Regions from separate parts of the Mus musculus genome. Here region 2 is linked to region 1. A link is a contact called in public promoter capture Hi-C data. All regions are on one chromosome and are shown on one strand. Each heading gives the region's core, a stretch centred on a gene start, on an enhancer-like site or on the middle of the called end of the contact. The rest is flanking DNA. Distances are from core to core; before and after follow the strand shown.

What was found. Promoter capture Hi-C pulls out the DNA fragments that hold promoters and counts their contacts.
Region 2: a contact with region 1 is called in a promoter capture Hi-C map of second pharyngeal arch cranial neural crest, with 2.5 times the contacts expected there. The contact joins the enhancer-like site here to the promoter of Cntn6 in region 1. A contact is called at or near these places in 9 of 39 promoter capture datasets (embryonic stem cells, frontonasal cranial neural crest, hippocampal neurons and 4 more) and 3 of 484 Hi-C or Micro-C datasets (cerebellar granule neurons, embryonic stem cells and uterus).

What each region holds. Positions count from the first base shown.
Region 1 is chr6:104,490,549-104,494,676 of GRCm38.p6, forward strand. Cntn6 (contactin 6) reads left to right here and starts at 2,496. Exons shown (of 23, transcript NM_017383.3): 1 at 2,496-2,724.
Region 2 is chr6:105,100,556-105,104,485 of GRCm38.p6, forward strand. No RefSeq gene overlaps it. Among named protein-coding and RNA genes, the nearest start is that of Gm23339, 130 kb to the right of the region's middle. Within about 2 kb of position 1,711, at least 3 of the 459 cell types and tissues checked have an H3K27ac peak or open chromatin away from gene starts, as enhancers often do. A contact at or near this core is called in second pharyngeal arch cranial neural crest, where this site is marked.

The sequences.
Region 1 (4,128 bases), core at 1,246-3,745:
TGAATTCCACCTCTTGAAAAAAAAATTATGTGCTATAAAATGACTTTTTTCTCATATATCCATAACAAAGATAAGTTAAAATTTTGTTTTCATGCCTACAAAGTTAAAGTTTAAGGTAATATTTAGACTTTATTTTAAGATAATATATTGCAATAAACCTTTCCTCAAATTGGTCCTACCATCAGTTGGAGAAAAAAAATTATGTATTAAGAAAGATCAATCATAGTAGTATAAAATGGTGGTGAGCACACAGACTCCCAACACTTGAGAGACTAGAGTTAGAGGCTAGACTGTCATCATGAAACCCCGTGTTAACTAAAAAATAAAATAAAACCAACAACAACCAAAAAGAATCATCTTCGCTATGAACCTCTTGGTGATAGAGTTTACCTATATGGACAGATGAGTTGCTGGATAGACTAAGTCAAAGAGAAATGCAGTCCATGGGTGTCAGAACATCCAGTTGTACAGACCTTGCTTAACAGACAAATCCAAGTCAGGTTAAAATTGGAGGGATGGTGTTGGACCCATAGTCAAAAGCTCTGACCCAGAATTGTTCTAGTCTAAAGGAACTGCAGGGACAAAAATGGAGAAGAGCAAAAGAGAAAAGAGGTTCAGTTACAGGCACAAATTGAGATCCACCTCAAGCGGAGGTCCCAGGGCCTGATTGATGCTGTGGTATGCTTGCAGATGGGAGACTACCATGGCTTCCCTCCAAAAGGCCCAACAAGTAACTAAGAGTTAGATGCAGATACTAACATCTAACCAATTGACAGAAGTTGGGACCCCTGTGGTTGAATTAGGGAAAAGCTGTAAGAAGCTGAGGAGGAGGGTGACCCATAGGAAGTCCAGCAGACTCAACTGACCCGGACCCCTGAGATCTCCAGACACTGAGCCACCAACCAGGCTGCATATACCAGCTGATATGTGGCCCCCAGCACATATGGCAGAGGACTGCCCAGTCTGGCCTCAGTGAGAAAATATGTACCTACCCCTCGAGAGACTTGAGGCCTCAGGGAGTGGGCAGATCTGGTGAGTTAGGGGAAGGGGGTGGGGACATTCTCTTGGAGACAGGGGTGAAGGTACAGGATGGAGAGAGGTTTTTGGGGGGGAGGGTGTGGCATACCAGAATGGAGGTGAAGACTGGACTGTAAAAACGGATTACAGAATAAAACAAAGTTACCTTTCGACAGAAGTTCATTGGATTTGTGGTTGTAGTTTTCCTAGTATCCATATCCTTTTATTTAAACTTTCAGTGGGGCCTAGCAAACACAGAAGTGGATGCTCACAGTCATCTATAGGATGGATCACAGGGCCCTCAATGGAAGAGCCAGAGAAAGTACCCAAGGAGCTAAAGGAATCTGCAACCCTATAGGTGGAACAACAATATGAACTAACCAGTACCCCCAGAGCTCGTGACTCTAGCTGCATATGTATCAGAAGATGGCCTAGTCGGCCATCACTGGAAAGAGAGGCCCATCGGTCTTGCAAACTATATATGCCTCAGTATAGGGAAACGCCAGGGCCAAGAAGTGGGAGTGGGTGGGTAGCGGAGTGGCAGGGAGGGTATGGGGGACTTTTGGGATAACATTGGAAATGTAAATGAAGAAAATACCTAATAAAAAAAGTAAAAAAAAAGAATATGTCTTTGTGTCAGGACCTGAAAATGTTCTCATGTTTTAGGCATGTTTGGACACATTAGGATCTCTATGTATATGCATGCGCTCTATGTGTGTGTGTTATTTTTCAAGCTGTTAGTCTCTTCAAAAAACATGCCTTGACACAGACATATGAAAAAGTTTAGTCAGAGAGCTCCATGTGAAACACAAAAAGTATTTTTTTAAAAACAAGGAAGAAAAAAAATAAAAAGGCAGAGCTATAACACAAACACCTGCAAACTCCTTCTTGATCCAGGAAACTGTAAACAAACTGTTTCTGAGAACAACACTGTTTCTCTGGACTATTTGAGTCTACTTTATGTCATTTGCCATCTTTAAGAAGCCTAATGCACATTAGTTTTTCATTTGGAAGGGTATAGTGATAGCCCTTTGATTTTATGTCCCCCTTCTCATCACTTTAACTAGCACCAGGAGCTGCTGGCATGCTTCAGAAAGCTTACATTTGAACACAGTCTAAATCTGTACAGACCCTTGACCGGCTTAATCCTTGCTTGTAAATGACAATGCAGAGGAAGAAAAAAAATAAAAAACTACTTCCTTTCCTGTTGGATACCTAATAAGTAGTTAGTCTGACCCAGTTTTCAATAAGAGCGATTTTCTGATGACCCAACAGGAGTGACTATATCTAGTCAAAGAATGAGGGGGGTGAATTTAATCTTTTATGCCACTGGAATGGCAGCTGCTCCCAGCTGCCTGAGTCTGTGAAGGGTGAGGAAGACAGAACTGCCTTTCAGTGTGCAGAGAATTTTCCCTTTGAATATTCCAAACGGGAGCTTTGCACATGTGCCTCAAGAACTAATTGTCTAGGTTCCGTCAGGAATGCAGCAGGAGAGGAGCGTATTTCATGCTTAAGACCAGAGAGGAGCCACGCAATACTCAGTGGATAAAAGGCTTGCAGTCCCAGCTGGGAAAAAGAGTCCCATTATCTCCCAGCTGCATAGACATTCCATACGGCTTGGTTCTGCCTGGATGCACAGCATGCCTGACTGAGGACTCCAGACAGAGTTCTGCAGAAAAATTGTAAAGATCCCGAGACATTTCCCTGGTAAGATCCGTAAGTACAGAATTGCGCTGTCTGCTGCAATGAGAATTTTGCTGGGCAAGCTGCAGCTTTTCTTGCTTTCAATCTCTTTGTATTAGTAAAACAGGTAAACGCTGGGTTTGTGTGTTTGGTGGTGGTGGGGGGGAGTGACTGTTTCATTGATGCTGTGTTTTTATGAAGCTGATGCTTAAAATATGTTTATTCCCCGTGAGAGAAAAATGACTTGAGTCTCTATCGGGGGAGGCAGGATCAAACCAGGCAAAGTAAGATGACAGGTATATTTTTTTAGTGTTTCACTAGTCTTTGCTGCAGTAAAACTAACGGGCAAGACTGGATGACAGTGCTAATTCTAGTACTTTCCGATAGCTACACACCCTTCCAGTAACGGCAGATCAGAAGATGTGCACTGCAATTTTTTTTTCCTCCAAAGGCTGAGGGGTGGGGTTTGCAGTATCTACAGATAATTTAAAGGAACGGTTATAAAACTTTCTTGGGAAGGGCTTTCATAATGAGAGAAACACTAGAGTAGAGGTCAAATGGGTGCACCAAATTTCATCTGACATTTTGGTTGCACCCAGCTTACAGATAATAGCTTGCAGAATCGCCTTTTCTCTCCATTCACAGCAGCTAAGCCTGTTATGATAAGGATCTTTTAATACTTTATGAAAGTTTCAGAACTTGATGGCTTGGGAGCAAAACTTTGCAGAGTTCTGAGATTAGTCACTCTATATGGCTCCAATGTTAACATGATGCTATAACATTGGAGGTTTGGGGGGACGTTGTAGTTCATAATTCTTGTTTCTCCCAATGAAAACGACTACAGTTTAGGTAGTCAGCATCCTGACTATGTCCTCTGAGAGGCAGTCACAGAATGACAAATATTATGGCAAAGATATAATGAGAATTAAAAAAAAAAACAGAGAGAGCAGTGGCATTGTAAAAAAAATCATCTTGAAAATAAGGGATACATATTGTTGTTCTACAGTGACAGTGTTTCTCAAAGATATCTATAAACCAAGGAGCCATATGTTGGCTGTTGAAAGTCTTGTTCTGAGCAGTTCTTATTTATCTGATGGATTTGTTCATTATCTTTTAAAGACATTATTGTTGTAATATGTCACCAATTTATGTGCACCACAAACTACAATAAAATAAGATATTTGAACACTGTTTTGCTACACCCCCACACACGTGAAAAATGTATACATACATTTTCGCAAAACAAACATATGCCCACAAAAATGCTGGCACAATTTGTACAGCAAACAAAACTACAGAGACATTTCATGTTTGATGCTTCACAGATTTTTTTTTCCTTAGCTTAATCATGGCTATGCAGTATAAGGTTTTTCAATCAAGAAACTTTTATATAAGGCCTTTCTATGAGGCTATATAAATGCATAAGTT
Region 2 (3,930 bases), core at 461-2,960, 610 kb after region 1:
GGCTTACATTATAGACATTACGCTATTCCTTACTTAAGATTCCCTTTTCCAGGATAATGATTTTAGTTTGTGTGAAGTTGACAAGAAACTAAACTGGAATAGGGCAGAAGAAAGGAAGGGAGAAAGGGGAGAAAGGTGGAGAGAAACTCATCTAAGGAGAATACCTTTTAAAATCAACAATATATATATATATATATATATAATTTATATATATATATATATATATATTATATATATATAATTTCAGTTTATCATACTATCCTAAGTTAAAGAATATTCGTGGGTGAAAATATTACTGTTTAATTTAATTTTTTGACACTCTAGCCAAGCCTGATTTGGAACTCATTGCTTGGCACCGTATGACCTAAAATTTGTGATACTCTTGCCACAGATTTCCAAATCCTGAGAATACAGATGTGAGCTAAGATGCTCAGCTAGTTGTGATTTTTTTTTATATAAATGATATAAGAATACTAATTTGAGCTAGTATGAACTCAGTCATCCAATAGCTCATAAATAAAGCTGGGCATTAAAACACACACCACAAAAATAAAGTAAAACATACATGTTTCAAGTCACATTAAAATCAGGAGTCCTCCCTATACAAAGGTAACTTTCTTATCTTACATCTTTTTAATTTAGTTTTTAAAGTCTTTTTTAATTTGTGGTAATGTTTTCCTATATGTGTGTAAGTGTACTATGAATGAGGCTGATGCCTGATATCTGAGGAGCCCAGAAAAGCGAGTGAAGTCACTTTTACTAGAGCAAAGATAGTTGTGGGCTTTGGACAATTGAAGTTGGGTACTTAGTGTAAACAAGAACATATTCATTTTTTTATACTAATCATTTCATTTGTTTACATCTCAAATGATAGCCCACTTCCCAGTTACCCTCCACAAGCTCCCCACCCCACAACCTCCCTCTCCTCCCTCCCCTTTGCCTCTATGAAGACGCTCACCCACCCACCCACCCTCTTCCCCTCCAGCATCTCCCTATGCTGGGCATCAAAAGAAAATACTCAACCACTGGGCCATCACTCCAGCTTCTTCCCATCTGTCTTTCTGTCTATGTATCTATCATTCTGTCTTTCTTTCTATCTGTCTGTCTGTCTACATCTCTCTATGCTGGGGTAGAGGGAGTGCACATGTGTATGTGTGTGTGTGTGTAGGAGCTCAGATGCATGTATATGGAGGTCAGAGAATAGCTTTCAAGATTGAGCTATCTTCCTCTCATTGTTTGCAATTCAAGAGTTGATCTAAAGTGCTCAGGTTCAGAGGCAAGCACTTTTACTCACTGAGCCCTGTCACCAGCCCAGACAACTATTAAAACCTAGATGCCTCTTCTACATTCCCTAGGAGGAGACAGCAGTTGACAAATGTTTGTAAACGGGATTTTCTGACACTCCATTTTATGAACACTGTCCTACCTTCTAAGTGTTCAGTCTTCCTCCTCTGTGGGCAAACTCCCCAGTGGGACGTCCTTCTTGGCCCATTAACTGTGCTGAGCATATACTTTGTCACTGCTAAACAGCCTCAGTTCCCAATTACTGGGGAATGGCACCATTAGTTTTACCATCGTTATTTAGTCATAACGATAAGAAACAGAAAATATTAGAGAAAATTGGGGGCCAATTTGAGCCCAATAGAGCTCTTGTTTTTATGAACATACCCATATGCAGCTGCAAGGCTCAGCTCATTAACAGAGACAGGAAGTGTCTGATGCTCTGAAGTCAGCAATGGTTCATGGGAGAAGCTGAGAGTGATCACCCCACCTTTCCTGTTTGTCTACCTTAACTCCAAAGGGAAACTGTACCCATGAAAGTTCACAGTTAATTGTTGTTTCTGTCCTGCAGGACTGGCCAAGGAACACATCCTTAAAAAGAAGAGAACATAAATGTTAAGATAAAGTTTCAGTATATACATCTCAGAAAAACTCAGCTGTAGCACCCATTTATTAGGAGGAATTTTTTCAGGTAGAATTAAAAGGAAGAAAAGTTAACAGCAAACTTTCTGGACATCTCAATCCTGTTACACCAACCTTACAATTCAATCTAAGAGCAGTAAAGGGCTAAGGAATTTTCCTGCTGCATTTGATTTGATTTGGAATAAAAATATGTTTGGCATATATGTGTTTTTTAAAGAAATATAAAAAACTGCTAATTTTGTTTGATGCTTATCCTACTACCATTCTGAAGCAATTTACCAGAATATTTTATTCTGCAGTGAGTACTGTCTGCCCATATGCCATATGATTATGATATGATAATAGTAACCATGTTTTTTTTAAGTTTATAATTTCCAAACCACTTTAAATATTTCCATATGCCCCTCAAATTCTCTACTCCATGTTGCAGACTGGTCAGCTTCTGTCTGTTTCTAAGTCAGCAAATGAAGCCAGGGAACTTCCTCACGCTACCTTTCCAATGTACTCATTTTAATATCATTGTATCTATACATTATGTGTCCATCCCTGTATGGGAAATCATTTTGTAGTATTATAATTATCTCTGGAATTATTTTGGCTCCTTTTTTTCCTGATCTCATAATTTGTTATTTTTCTGTTCACTAACCAAGTATTTTTGCCAAATCCATTCATTTGAACACCAGGATGTTTCCTCATGCCATGCCAAGACATCTACTGGCTTCTCTTACTTTTCTGCCCAAATTATCATGTGTTGCTTCCCATGGATTAATTTTGTCATGCATGTATCTTAAGAGTTCTGTTTGTTGCTTTTTGTCTCTCTGCTGTGGGGAGCTACCTTAGCTGTGGTGAACTTTCCCCACATTACCTGTATAGAGTTATATTTCCCAGTTTCAAGAATGAACCTTTCCCACCATCCTCGGTCTGACCAGAATGGACATGGCTCACCTTGAACTCTTATTTGGAGAGTCCTTCTGCTATTGCAGGTCAGCACATCAAGCAAATGCTGTTCTGAAATGTTATTTATTTCAAATGTATATTTTAAGTTATTTTGGTCAAATGTGTGATGTTTTCCTTTCTTTATTTTAAATTACTGGTTACCTATATGTAAAAAATCATCTTTGGATTTGCTTATTTGTAAGAATAAGTAAAAACAAAATTCCCAATCTTCAAAGAAGACTCCAAAGCATGGAGAGTATTGTTTAAGTTGTGACCAGTCTGTGCATGTACATTGTAAATTCAAATTTTTAAAATTTGCATCATATTTATTGTTATTTTGATTGTGTTTGGCAGTGTCTACATGTGCTATGGCATGAATGTGTTGGTCAGAGATCAGGTGTGAGATTTGTTCTCTCTACCATGTGTATCCTAGGGATCCAACTCCAACTCAGGTTGCTAGGCTGGAGCCATAACAGAGTAAACCACCCCTCTGGCCCTGAATTTATTTTGTCTTTTACCTTGTTAGCTAAGTCCTTGTTGGAGAGATAAGTATTTGAAACCATTACATATCCTGCTGATAGACTTGGTGTGGTGGCATTGTAACTGAAGCATTGCTGGGTGGCTTTTGGTGTGTTTGAATTACATGATATGGTTGTATTTTACTTTGTTACAGTTTGATTGAAAAGAAAATATACTATCAAAATTACTATTTACCTTGTGTTAGTAAAGTTGAATAGGAACTTTAGGAAAGGAAAGACTGAAACACAAAACTACAGCTATCTTACTTTCCTCTGACAGTCAGGCACATTGTGCAATCAGTTCTGTCCCCCTGCATGCTGGAAAACAACTAGATTCATCTAGATGGGGAAACCTTTTTATATTTATGACTTATAATAGAGTTGTTCACCTCATTGGTGCATTGTGATGAATTATTTCTGATTTTCCATCTAAGCACTGATAGCATTAAGCTTGGAAGGCAATATCTTCAGAATTTATCATTACATTACAAAATGCCCCATGGTTCATTTGTGAAACTCATTCAAAGACAAGTCATCACACAGCCATTGAGCA